2 separate regions of the Culex quinquefasciatus genome follow, and region 2 is linked to region 1. Evidence: chromatin contacts called from public Hi-C data. All regions are on one chromosome and are shown on one strand. Each heading gives the region's core, a stretch centred on a gene start, on an enhancer-like site or on the middle of the called end of the contact. The rest is flanking DNA. Distances are from core to core; before and after follow the strand shown. Region 1 holds the start of LOC119766159 (proteasome-associated ATPase-like). Region 2 holds the start of LOC6033008 (tyrosine-protein kinase receptor torso).

Region 1 (2,897 bases), core at 21-2,520:
TTAAAAAGTGGTTTTTTTATGAAAAAAGAAACTTATGATAAATATATACAAAACTTTTAAATTATTGAATTTCAAATCAATTCGCGTATAAATGTGAAATTTGATTTTTTTAATATTACCTCTTTCTTGAGAAATATTACATAAAAATATGTTAAAATGTGAACCTCATGAAAATTCACCAGTTTCTGATGCAATATTACTTTTGACAAAGGACTTTTTTTGACACAAAATCTGTCATCATTTCCTGATGGATATTACCACCATTTTTGTATGTGTATATTATTTCACAAATAAATTCAAATCCTTCCAGTGTCGCTCTCCGAAACATGTTTTTTTTTAATTTTAACTGACTTGTTTTTTTGTACCAAATTTTAGTGGATGGCGATTTTCATCCTTTCAAAGAAATATTTGTTATCAAGCGATATACTAAAATTTTATATTTTAATCAATACTCACAGTGCACCTGGATGGCGACCTCCTTGCTGACGGGCGGCACCAGCTTCGAGCCGGCCGCCCGGCACACAAACTTGGCCCCGTACAGGTCCCGCGAGACGGTCCCCATGAACAGCTGGTTCACCATGGCCGCGGCGCCCTCCACGGCGGACGGATGACTGGTGCCGGAGATTTCGACGCCGTCGTGCCACCACGTGACCCGTGGCGCTGGTCGACCTGGAAGAAGAAAGTAAAGGAAAATGAAGAATTTTTGAATACATATTTCAAAAGTAAGAAAGAGAGGGACTGGGCCATTCGGCAGAAAATTATTCGGCAGAATGACATTCGGCGGAAAGCCGAACGGCAGAAAAACAATCGGCGGAATGGGTCATTCGGCAGAAAAGGTCATTCGGCAGAAAATACATTTGGCAGAAAAGCTTGTTCAGCAGAAAATCAATTGGCAGAATGTCATTAGGCGGAATGGTACAAATGGCAGAATAACTCGTTAGGCCGAATAAGTCGTTTGGCAGAATGTCGTTGAGCGGAATAGTACAAAAGGCAGAAAAGATCATTGAGCCGAATAAGTCGTTTAGCAGAAAACCATTCGGCAGAATCTATGTTTAGTAGAAAATCATAATAATCAAATTAAAAAAAAAAAACAACAATTCGTTTAACTCAAAATCTAACTAGCCTTTCAAAGGCCAAAAGTACCCATTTTAGCGAAACTACCCAATGAAAGCTACTCGAGCCAACTTAGTTTTGTTTTGGAAGTGTAGGTGTCGCATGGCCGAAACACTGAGCTGTCAAAATTGGACTTAATTTTTTGGAGCTGCTCAGCAAACGATTCGGTTTGTCGCGTAATTTTCTCCGGCAAAAAAACGGTTCTGTGGCCGTTCCGGACGCTAAAATTCCGTTCCATATTGAGAACTGGCCAAATAGAATCATCGGACACTGGATTTTCGTGTCCGGAACGACTACGGAACCGTTTTATTACCCTCGTTTTTGCCCCCGGATTCGGTTTGCTTTCCGGCGCTGTTACGACATCGACGCAGTTAATAATTAATTATTTAGCTAGGCCACCAAAGGAAACTGTGTCGAAGATTTGCCGTAATCCACGCCGCATTAAGCTCGTGATAATCAACTGGAGATTGGGCAGTTCATCGAGATTTGCGACCATGTTTAGGCAGGAAAGGAAATCCTCGGCTACTGTGACTGTTCTGAGCCGCTTCGCACTCAACTCCTCTGGCACCGGTCTACCTACGTCCTGCTCAAACATCGACAGTTCCCGCCGTGAACTAGTAATTTTGGAATCAAATCATCGCTGACCAGACGCCCGCCTTTTCCTGGTAGAACTCGCACACCACCGACTCCCTGCCCGCCGCAAAAAACGCATGGTCTTGTCTAGACGCATCCGTCCTTCGACCATCCTACTGACCTGGCCAGCGGGTTCCCATCAAACGCCAACCCAAACTCCTGTTCACCGTTCCGTCATCTGGCCTTTAGCACCAGTGCCACCACCAAACACCGCTGCTTCCCAGCCTGTCCGCCCCAGACGTGTGTCCGAGTTTGCGAACAACCGAGAATCTGCTACTACCACTTAAGCGTAGAGTACAGAATCGTCCTGGGAACGTAAGTTCATCGAACATCCAATAGATTTTAAGACATACCACCTTCTCTCCTCCAGCGCAGGCATGCAGGACATCGGTCGGAGCGATCGAAGCACTTCAAGATGGAGGTTTTGTCCAAGCTGGTAAACACGAGCTTCGAGGATTCTGTTGGAATAGACAAGATCTTGAGCGATGTGAGCGAGTTGTTGCTGCACGTGAAGCATCCGGAGGTTTATCGGCACATTGGATTGCCGTCGCCGCGTGGATTTCTGCCGCACGGACCTCCTGGCTCGGGGAAATCGTTTCAGCTGGTGACGTCCGGTACGTTGTCACCAATCGAGAACGACGCGGTTGGTAACCTGGATGAAGTCAAACAGTGTGGCAGGCAAACAGTTGACAACGTTCGACTCGTAGAAGTGAGAATGATGAACAAATCGGCCGCTCCACTGCTGTTCCGCGATTCTGATGTAGAATAATCCCAATTTTAATCAAAGTCGTCCAAAAGTGTAGATCGAGCCGCAGATAGCGCTGCATCATCCGTTCAAGTAAAGCTGAGCGTTCAAGCAGCAGGTCAACCTAATCAATTTCTAGAACGGGAACGATTTCGCTTTTAATTTTGTGTAAATACAGTTCGAATAAAGAATTTCGTGTAAATCAAATTTATTAATTTTTGTTTCTTACACTCTATCACTATATCACGACGGAAAGACCTCTTTCAATGCACCGGTTCTGGGATGATTCGCCTCTGGGATGATTCGCTACCGCTGGCGCGCATCGCCAGTGCCATCAAGGATTGCGGCTGGATCGACCTGGACAATGTTCCGCTAATGGTCGCCAACACGCTATCCAGCTCGTGGG
Region 2 (2,846 bases), core at 254-2,753, 340 kb before region 1:
CATTTCAATATCAATCAGTTTGAAACATTTCCAATTTCGGAAATATTTCACGCAAGCATTTCGAAAAAGCTCCATTCCTACGATTAAGCTCCACGACTGTTCGAATCAATGTGCTTTGGGGGACATTACGCACGGTTTGCAAAGCATGACTTTCTCATTAGGAGATTCCATCGAAGAATGCTACAATATCTTTTCATTACGGTGTAACCGTGCTTGTTTTCACTCAAAGTTACGCTCAATTGAAAAGATATTTCGGAATGCGCAGTCTGTTCAATTTGCCTGCACTCTGATTTGGCTGAGGCTCGAACCCAGTATGGGTGGATTGTAAGATGCTCGCAATACATTTTGCTTCATCAAACTGGAGATGAGCTTTCACTGAACAGTGGAAACATTTGTGCAGTTTCAAGGGCTTAACAGATGCAGCTTTCTGAAAAAGTTGAAGTGGTATGAATTTTCATACCTGTGTACAAAACATTTGTTTAATGAAATTCTTATTGGAATTGATTTGGTGAAAAGTAGAAAAAACTGATCATTTTATTTAATAAATTTTAACTTGAAAGTAAAATCATTGGTTTTTTAATTGAATAGATATTGAATAAAAACTAAATATAAACGAACTTTTTTTTTGTAACAAAACCATTTTTGTAAACATTTTAGTAGATGAACAAAATGTTTCACACTTTTACCAACAAAGCGATTTGGCTCGTTAAAGTTGTAGAGTTTGATGTTTCTTGTTTGAATGCTGTCGCTTTCACAGCATATATTCCATTCAAGAAGGGTAAGCTGTAAGCTTCTTAACATACTCTACATAATTTTTAGTAGAGACTTGAACCCTTGCAACTTTCTTGGGGGAGAAAGCATAAAAGCTTTCGTATAGGGATAGAAAAACACGCGTTATGCATGTTTCATGCCACCACCAGAAAGGAAGAGTATGATGAGCCACCTTGCGAAATTATGATTAAAATTTTCAAAGATAATTTTGTCTCGACTAAATTATTTATCTATCCACCACAAAACTTTAACTTTTAAAGTTGCTTAAATCAAAATTTTGGGCAAAATTGAGTTTAAAATGCCAGTTTGTACCCTCGTTTGATCATTTAACAAATTGAATTGGAATTATTGCCGTATGATAGTAATCTGGATAGGAGTCTTGTAATAATAATCTGGATTGGTGCATGTCTCCAGAAAGAACAAATCAAACTATTTTCTGGCAGCGCAGGCAGAACATTCCAGCATTAGGTAGAACCACAATCTAACTTCTATCAGTGTGTCTCTTCAGCAATAAGAACTAGAACTAGCAGAAAGGGGGAAAAAACAACAAGTAGAACCGTCCAGGGCTGCCTGCTCTTACCTGGCCCAAATCCGTATTCAAGTACCTGACCGCCTCAAACACGCGGTATAAAGTGTACGGAAGTGTCCAAACCTGTCATCACTCGTTTGTTGCTGCAAAAGAGAAAGCAACCAGTTTGGATTCGTTGGTCGTACACGGTAGATCACGCACGATGTCTCCGTTGACGGCACTGTTGGTGGTGATTGTTACGTTAAACCAAGTCTGTTGCAATCAGCTGCGACTTCACACCGATCAGGAGGAGCAGGAGTTGTACAAGATAAGTGCCTGTGTTGCGAAATGCTTGGCACGAGGAGTGGAGCTAAAGGAGAAGTGCTACGAGCGGTGTTCGGAACCCGGAGTGCTGGATGGAGTTACGTTTGAACATCCGCACAAGTCGTTCCGAGTTGAGTTGGTTTGTCGCGATAGTACAACGTTGATGGTTGACGTTCGGCAGCAGTTCGACGGTAATGCTACGAATGTCGTATACATTTACGTGATCAAAGTGAAAGAAGTGGACGCCTTGTTGAACAGTGGGCTGATCGTTTACGTCAGCAACAGTTCGGTAGTTCGAATCGAGAACCTGTTCCCGAATAAACCGTTCATCGTGTCTGCGACCATTCTCAGTTCAAGTGGTGAACTCATGACCGCACAAGAACAAACACTTGAAACGCTTCCACTCGACTACCAACCGGGAGAGATCACCGAAATTAGTGTTGTGAGCTACAGTGCAAACTCCGACAATCCTTCCTTGCTGGACGCAATCATAGCTTGGGAACCGTCCAGCGATCGTAGCTGTCATTACGAGGTTCTATGCTACGCCAATGAGTCCCCAGACTACCAGTTGCAGCAGGTTTACGTGGATCAAACCTCCAGTCTGTACCGTCACACGATCGAGTCGTTGCTGTTGAACGAAGAGTATGAGATCGCGATACGTGCAACGAATCCCCGTCATCCAACGTTCCAAAGCGAGCTCCACTGGACGTCGTTTAGTACTCCCAACTGTCTCGATTGGTACAACAGTGGGGACTTTTGCGACCCAGAAGCTGTTCAAAATATCCGGGTGATCGCCAAACGTTTGCCTGAAGATCGCTACCAGTTCAACATAAGTTGGGATCAGCCGCGTTTCCTCCCGGATTTCTACATTGTGAAGCTGTTCGATCTGGATCTTGGAGCCAACGACGAAACGGCCAACTCGGTCGAGCAAAATGTCAGAGGCACGCAGAGTCACCTTCTCATTGAGTCGTTTGAATTGAGCGGACCACAGTATGAGGTGATGATTACGGCTCACGCAAATAATCGATCGTCACCAGCGCAGAGTATCATCCGGGCGTTGAACGTTGGTCCTGTTGCGGCACTTGCCGATTGGAGCGGTCACTGGATACTGGCGATTGTGATTAGTGCAATCTTTTCACTTTGTTCGGTTAGTCTTGTGATTTGTCGAAAGATGCGTAACAAGGGAACTTTTCACGATCAGGACTCGGAATACGGTATCAAGCTGGAGCCGGTCAAGCAGCAG

Evidence for each region. Hi-C and Micro-C count contacts between places; a contact is called where the count stands out from the background.
Region 2: a contact with region 1 is called in a Hi-C map of whole body, with 4 times the contacts expected there. The contact joins the promoter of LOC6033008 here to the promoter of LOC119766159 in region 1. A contact is called at or near these places in 2 of 2 Hi-C or Micro-C datasets (both in whole body).

The regions. Positions count from the first base shown.
Region 1 is chr1:14,580,407-14,583,303 of VPISU_Cqui_1.0_pri_paternal, reverse strand. LOC119766159 (proteasome-associated ATPase-like) reads left to right here and starts at 1,270. Exons shown (of 3, transcript XM_038250686.1): 1 at 1,270-1,449; 2 at 1,508-1,730; 3 at 2,117-2,663. The coding sequence starts at 1,608. The coding sequence ends at 2,515. LOC6033016 (hemicentin-2) reads right to left here. Exons shown (of 16, transcript XM_038250519.1): 6 at 457-669. LOC119766308 reads right to left here. Exons shown (of 2, transcript XM_038250796.1): 2 at 2,722-2,897. The coding sequence ends at 2,755.
Region 2 is chr1:14,917,662-14,920,507 of VPISU_Cqui_1.0_pri_paternal, reverse strand. It overlaps LOC6033008 (tyrosine-protein kinase receptor torso), which reads left to right and starts at 1,503. Exons shown (of 1, transcript XM_001843466.2): 1 at 1,503-2,846. The coding sequence starts at 1,503.